2 separate regions of the Xenopus laevis genome follow, and region 2 is linked to region 1. Evidence: chromatin contacts called from public Hi-C data. All regions are on one chromosome and are shown on one strand. Each heading gives the region's core, a stretch centred on a gene start, on an enhancer-like site or on the middle of the called end of the contact. The rest is flanking DNA. Distances are from core to core; before and after follow the strand shown. Region 1 overlaps dop1b.L (protein dopey-2-like). Region 2 holds the start of dop1b.L (protein dopey-2-like).

Region 1 (3,037 bases), core at 37-2,536:
TATATATATATATATATATATATATATATATATAGTACTTTTCTTAACAGTACTTTGCAAATAAAGTTATACATACATAAAGATTAGAGCAAATTATGGTGTCCTTTAAAATGTTGGAGGTTATGCATGTTTCACTCTTTTATCCCTCGCAGTACATTCAGGGTTTTTCAACATTTTATAATCCTATATTTTCACATTAAAACAAATTTCACATTAAAATGAAATTTACCTAATCTTAAAAGCCTCATTTTCATACTGCTTTACAAGTTCATCCAGGTTTTTACAGATTTGCACGACAAATGGAGCAACTGTTAATCCCAACGATTTCCCAAAAAAGGGCAAAGAAGAGGTGACCAAAGCAACCCACTGGGGATGCATTCCATAGCCATAATCTGGGCGCAGAGCTTTTACAACAGCCGAGACAAACAAACCCTGGGAGGTTATGCTATGGGTCTGCACATATTGCATGGCGTTAATAGACTGCTGGAAGTTGATGCCCCGTTGCCATTCCTTAGTGAGGTCTCCTTGTGCATCCTGATCGTCTTGTAACTGCCGCAGATGATGCTCTAACACAATCAGCACCTGCAGAAGCTTCAGAAGCTCAATCTGAAGAGGGTGCTCACTCCATATCTGGTCTTGACCAAAATTAATTATTCCTTCCTCAAAAAAGCCTTCTTCCTTGTCTCTGTTCCCACTAGCTGACATCAGCTCGTACTTTTTCTGGCTTGTGTACATAGAAGCAGACAAAGACAATAGCACAAATTCTTGCACTTTGCATCTTTCCAGCAAACAGTGTATGAACTCAGCTTTCTTCCCCTCTGAGGATTTAGCAGTGCTGACCAGCTGAGACATTATTCTGATCAAAACTTCAACACTTTTCACTTGCACATCTCTGTTTCCAAGCACATCTTTGTGGCTGACCTTCAAATAACATGGATAATAGGAACGTAAGAAACTCAAGCAGAGGTAAGTCAGAAGTTCTATCAACAAAGAATGAGGGCACATCAGTGGGGACTGGGTTTGAAGTTTGCCGTAAAAGCTCTGTCCAACTAGGGCCTCCTGGTGCCTGGCAAGTAGGTTGTAGATTAAGTTGAGATGTGCAGTGGAGCTAGTGTCCATGGTGGTCGTAGCTACGGACTCAATAAACTCTTTGGGGTTGGTTTTTAGAATGGCTTCCAACACAGTAAAAGCATACAATACCCTCTTAGAATCATAGGGTTGTAGGTACAAAAGAATGTGTTTGAACAGAGCTTCAATCATCTCCTCCTTCTCCTTTTGTTGCTTTAGAATCTGAGAGCTTTTGATTGCCTGAAGCTCCACATCAGCTTCATCATCACTAGAGAGGGATTCAGAGGTCTGTGTTACATCTGATTCTGTGCGGACAAGACTTAATAATGCATTTTGTCTGGGCATGTCCATGTTTTGTTGGCCTGTGTTCTTAAGAATAGCTTGCCCTGCTGTGTTGTCTCTACAGTTCTGATCACTGCTGAGGTCCAGGGAGCTTGGAGAGAAGGATGAAGTGTTATCACTGCCATTATGCCCAGTGCTGGTATCTGCTGATTCTGTATGTTCACTGTCATCCTGCTCTAAAATATACGGAGCATCCCTAAAATCTGCTGTACGGTTCTCAGTCAACTCAATCTTTATTTTCTCTGGATCCTTCTCAACTTCAGCCCAAAGGGCATCTCTGTCCACGGTGTTAATCTGGGGTAAATTTTCCTCAGAACTGCTTAAAGGAGAGTCACGAAATCCTGCGGAGTCTTTCAATGAGGTTCTTTTCTTCCGACACCAGTAGTGGAACTCTTCTGAAAGAAAATAAAGGAAAGTTACATTTTGTTTCTAAGTTACTAATGGCAAATAAGCAACACATGACAAGATAATATTTTTTAATTTAATGTCCCTTTAAACATATCATTAGAGAGGCAGGAAAGTGGATTTAATATCACAGATTAGGTGCAGTATATTGACGACCTTGGAATTATCTACTGATGTTAGCAGATTGTGTTGCATTTTTAGTTTGTTTAAATGGCCCGGATAGGGGTACTCAGCACAATATGCACATAATGCTTGCTTCTAATGCAGAGCACATTCCAGGTGCCAAGTACATGCTTCTAGAGTGCTTTGTGTACCGTGGGGGCTCTGCTTTTGTACACATATGAAGGGACCTGCCAAATAACACCCGGATCCCACTTACCTGCAGCAAGGACAGTGCCCATACACAAATGCAGGACAGTGCTGCATACACAGACAGATGCAACTTGAGGGAGACAAAGTGCACCGTGAGCAATAGGTCTCAAAAAAACAACAAATGGCCTTGCTGCTTGCACATTCCATAGAAAACCCATTAACTTCTCATTCTAGAATAACTACTTTATTCTACTAATGAAGTGATCTCTAAGGGGCAGATTTACTAAGGTTCAAATGGTAAATTAGAATTTTTTTTTCAAAACCCACACATTCTAATTTAAAGGGCAAGTAAAATCTAAAATAGAATAAGGCTAGAAATGCTGTATTTTGTATACTTAACATAAACATGAACTTATTGCACTACAAGTCTAATCAATCACATGATTTATGCTTTCAAAGTTGGTTACAGGGGGTCACCATCTTGTAACTTTGTTAAACATCTTTGCAAGACCAGGACTGTGCACATGCTCAGTATGGTCTGGGCTGCTTAGGGATCGTCATAAATTATCAAAACAGCACAAGTCAAATAATATCTGCCAGAAGCCGATACAGAACGACTGATTAATAATCAGAATATGCAGACTGCACTGGGTCCTGTGTTAGTAGTTTTTGTATTGTTTAATACAAACTTTCTCCAACTCTCCAGAACCAGTGGCTGCAGCAAAATAATCCTCCAAATAGAATCCCAGTTTATCTGTTTAAATCTGGCTCCATGATCTTTGTCCCTGCAGCTGGAGTTGGAAACAGTAAAGTAAATAAAATCCAATACAAATCTCTACAGTAAGGTGGGGGCTCCCCCTGCTGTTCATAAGTATGATTGTTTCCCTGCAGAGCAGTTAGGGGCCATCAA
Region 2 (3,107 bases), core at 69-2,568, 48 kb after region 1:
GTTCTATGACCATATAAAATCACGAGGTCGAAGGCCAGGTCATGGAACTTCTAACATCCTCATATTTTGCTACAGGGTGGACACTATTTATTATATTACGCAAGCTTCAGTGAGTCATGTGGCTCCGATTATAACTGGTGACATCACTAAGCACTGTTTATAAGGATATAATGGTGAGTTCTGATGTCATTTCTGTCACATGACTCACTGAAACTTGTGTATTATAATAAATAAAGTACCCCCAGTTGCAAAATATGAGGATATTAGAAGTTATCTCGGAGTTCCATGACCTGTATAAAAACACGAGGGGGGTGTGTGTCATCTGCCAAAAGGTGCTTAAAGGGCACCGACTGGACATGGGCATTCTGCAGTGACTTCTAACTAGTGATCAATTACATAGCACAGGGGCCCTAGTGTATCAAGGGGTTACAGCATGCAATGACAATGCCAAGTGTGTGTATTACACTAACAGGGTGGCCATCTGGGCTCCTGTACTGGGAGGACATTTAGGTCCAATGCATAATCACGGAAATAAATGTATTTTCTCATGGCCCCTGGAGTGACAGACCCTAATGAAAGGTGTCAGGCTATCCTGCGTAGAGTTGAAAGTTGTAGTTGAACTATATCTATACAAAACACTATGCCCAAGCACTGCTTTTGCCAACCTGCATCATTCCCCACACTGACACCCAGCTATGAATTTAGCAGGACAATCATTCCTCAACCAATCACAGCCCTCCACAAAAGGGGATTATTTACCCTTTACTAATACAGTAGCAACACATTGGGCAGTATCATTCCCACTGCCCCACAGAGCTTACAATCTAAGGTCCTTTTACAAAGACCTTTAATTGTTAATATGTTGCTGGACTACAACTCCCGGCATTCTTCATTTTATAATCCAAAATAATAGTATAGAGGGAGGGAGGGATCTGTATCAACGCCAGGATTAAGAAGCAGAGATTATAGGTTTAACTTGCTCTTGGTGAATAAGCCCCTGTGTGTATATTGTGGGTGTCTCCAGTTTTTAAAGGGGTGATTTTGGCCACGCAGTCCATTAGCGACAGAATCGCAACAAGCCGCAGTCAGTGTACTACTCACCCGCTCAGCCGCGTCCCAGCCCAGTCTCTGGCGGCAGCAGCAGCCTCCTACCCGCACTGACACATTCCCACTGTCCGGCTGCCCTCACTACAACCAGCTTGTCAGCAAGAGGCCGGCACCTACCACTTGAGGAGTAGGGGGGCAGACCTGCTGTAATACCGGGCAAAGACAGATGGTTCTTTCTATCCTTCTTCCTAGTACCTTACCTCTATAGTGTTAATACAAGACAATGAGAGGTATTTACACGCAATAAAAAAGACCTTTATTCGCAAAACTCCTGAGAATAAATTACATCGTTACCCCCCCCCACATTAGGCACATGGTACAGTCCCAGCAGGCTGCCTGGTTGGGCTTGTTCTGCAACTGGTGATGTCACACACCCAACATTTCTCTCTCCAGAAAGCCCATTGGCTGCCTGACTTCTATCCCTTGTATCATGATTATTATTGTTATTATTATTATGAAGCAGCCTGTCATTCTCATAATAAATCAGTAAATCGTCCCTATTATTACTATTATGATTATTATTATTAGTGTTATTATTAGTATTATTATCATTATTCTTATTAACTATAATAGTCAATGCTATTATTATTATTACCATTATTATTATTATTATTATTATTATTAATAATAATAATAACAATAATAGTCAATGTTATAATAATAATTATTATTATTATCAATACCAATAATAGTCAATGTTATAATACTAATAATTATAATAATAATAATTATGTTATAATAATAATAATTGCCAGAGAATAGTGGAAGTTATTGCACCGCAACAGATGGAAGTGGGCAGCTTAGATAATATAGCAGAAAGAATCTCAAGACACACAGGATAAATACAAGCAAGCTGCCTTGCGTGTTTATTGAGAAGTGCAATGTTTCGGGGTCACGCCCCTTTCTCAAGCTTGCAATTAACACGCAAGGCAGCTTGCTTGTATTTATCCTTTGTGTCTTGGGATGCTTTCTGCGAGACTGTTTGTGAGGCGACCAATCCTCTACCTATCTGCACCAGATATCGTTTCATTAATTAGCAAAGGGTGTGCGGGAGACAAAGTTGAACTACAGCTTAGATAATGTCACAACATCTCTCCTTTCTCTGCACACTTACTATACACACTCTTCAGCCATTACAGCTCCATCCTAACACCTTCATGCCATACACTACACTCTAAGGCTGTTTGTTTTGATGGGCAGAATTGCATATTTCCCATACATTTGGGAAAGGAAAATATTGATTATTTGCCTGGAAAATGAGGTTCACTGTTGAGGATCACCGTACCAGAGGCCTCCCCTTCAGACTAGAAGAAAAGAACTTTCATTTGAAGCAACGTAGGGGGTTCTTCACAGTCAGGACAGTGAGGTTGTGGAATGCACTGCCGGGTGATGTTGTGATGCTGATTCAGTTAATGCCTTTAAGAATGACTTGCATGATTTCTTGGACAGACATAATATCAAAGGCTATTGTGATACTAAACTCTATAGTTAGTATAGGTATGGGTATATATAGTTTATGTGAGTGTAGGGAGGGGTCAGTGTGAGTGTGTGTGTATAGATACTGGGATTCATTTGGAGGGGTTGAACTTGGTGGATTTGGTCATTTTTCAACCCAACTTAAATGTGTAACTCTGTAATGTGAATAAAAACACAACCACTCCTGATGCCCCCTCACATTTCCATCTCTTGCTGCTTAGGTATGGCTAATGCACAATACTTTGCTATATCTAGAAGTAAATCTAGAGCAACTGGACTTGCTGAATCATCAATGAATGATTAATCAGCAAGTCCAGTTGCTCTAGATTTACTTCCACTAGCTATAGCATGACCTGGATAAATGAAAACCTTCATAGACAATACTTTGCTGCATCCTAGTGGTTGTTCCTTGGTATAGCAGGATTTATCATATTTGCACCAGTGTGAGGCCCAGTAAAATATTATTGGAATTTCTCCATAACCTGATGGGTGGGGTTACCATCGTTTTATGCTTTATCAGCAAC

The links. Hi-C and Micro-C count contacts between places; a contact is called where the count stands out from the background.
Region 2: a Hi-C map of the XTC cell line shows a contact between it and region 1, with 2.5 times the contacts expected there. The contact joins the promoter of dop1b.L here to the enhancer-like site in region 1. A contact is called at or near these places in 2 of 4 Hi-C or Micro-C datasets (the XL177 cell line and the XTC cell line).

The regions. Positions count from the first base shown.
Region 1 is chr2L:12,640,160-12,643,196 of Xenopus_laevis_v10.1, forward strand. dop1b.L (protein dopey-2-like) reads right to left here. Exons shown (of 37, transcript XM_041581554.1): 19 at 230-1,805. Among protein-coding and RNA genes, the nearest start is that of LOC108707864, 41 kb to the left of the region's middle. Within about 2 kb of position 1,287, at least 1 of the 7 cell types and tissues checked has an H3K27ac peak or open chromatin away from gene starts, as enhancers often do.
Region 2 is chr2L:12,688,332-12,691,438 of Xenopus_laevis_v10.1, forward strand. It overlaps dop1b.L (protein dopey-2-like), which reads right to left and starts at 1,319. Exons shown (of 37, transcript XM_041581554.1): 1 at 1,102-1,319.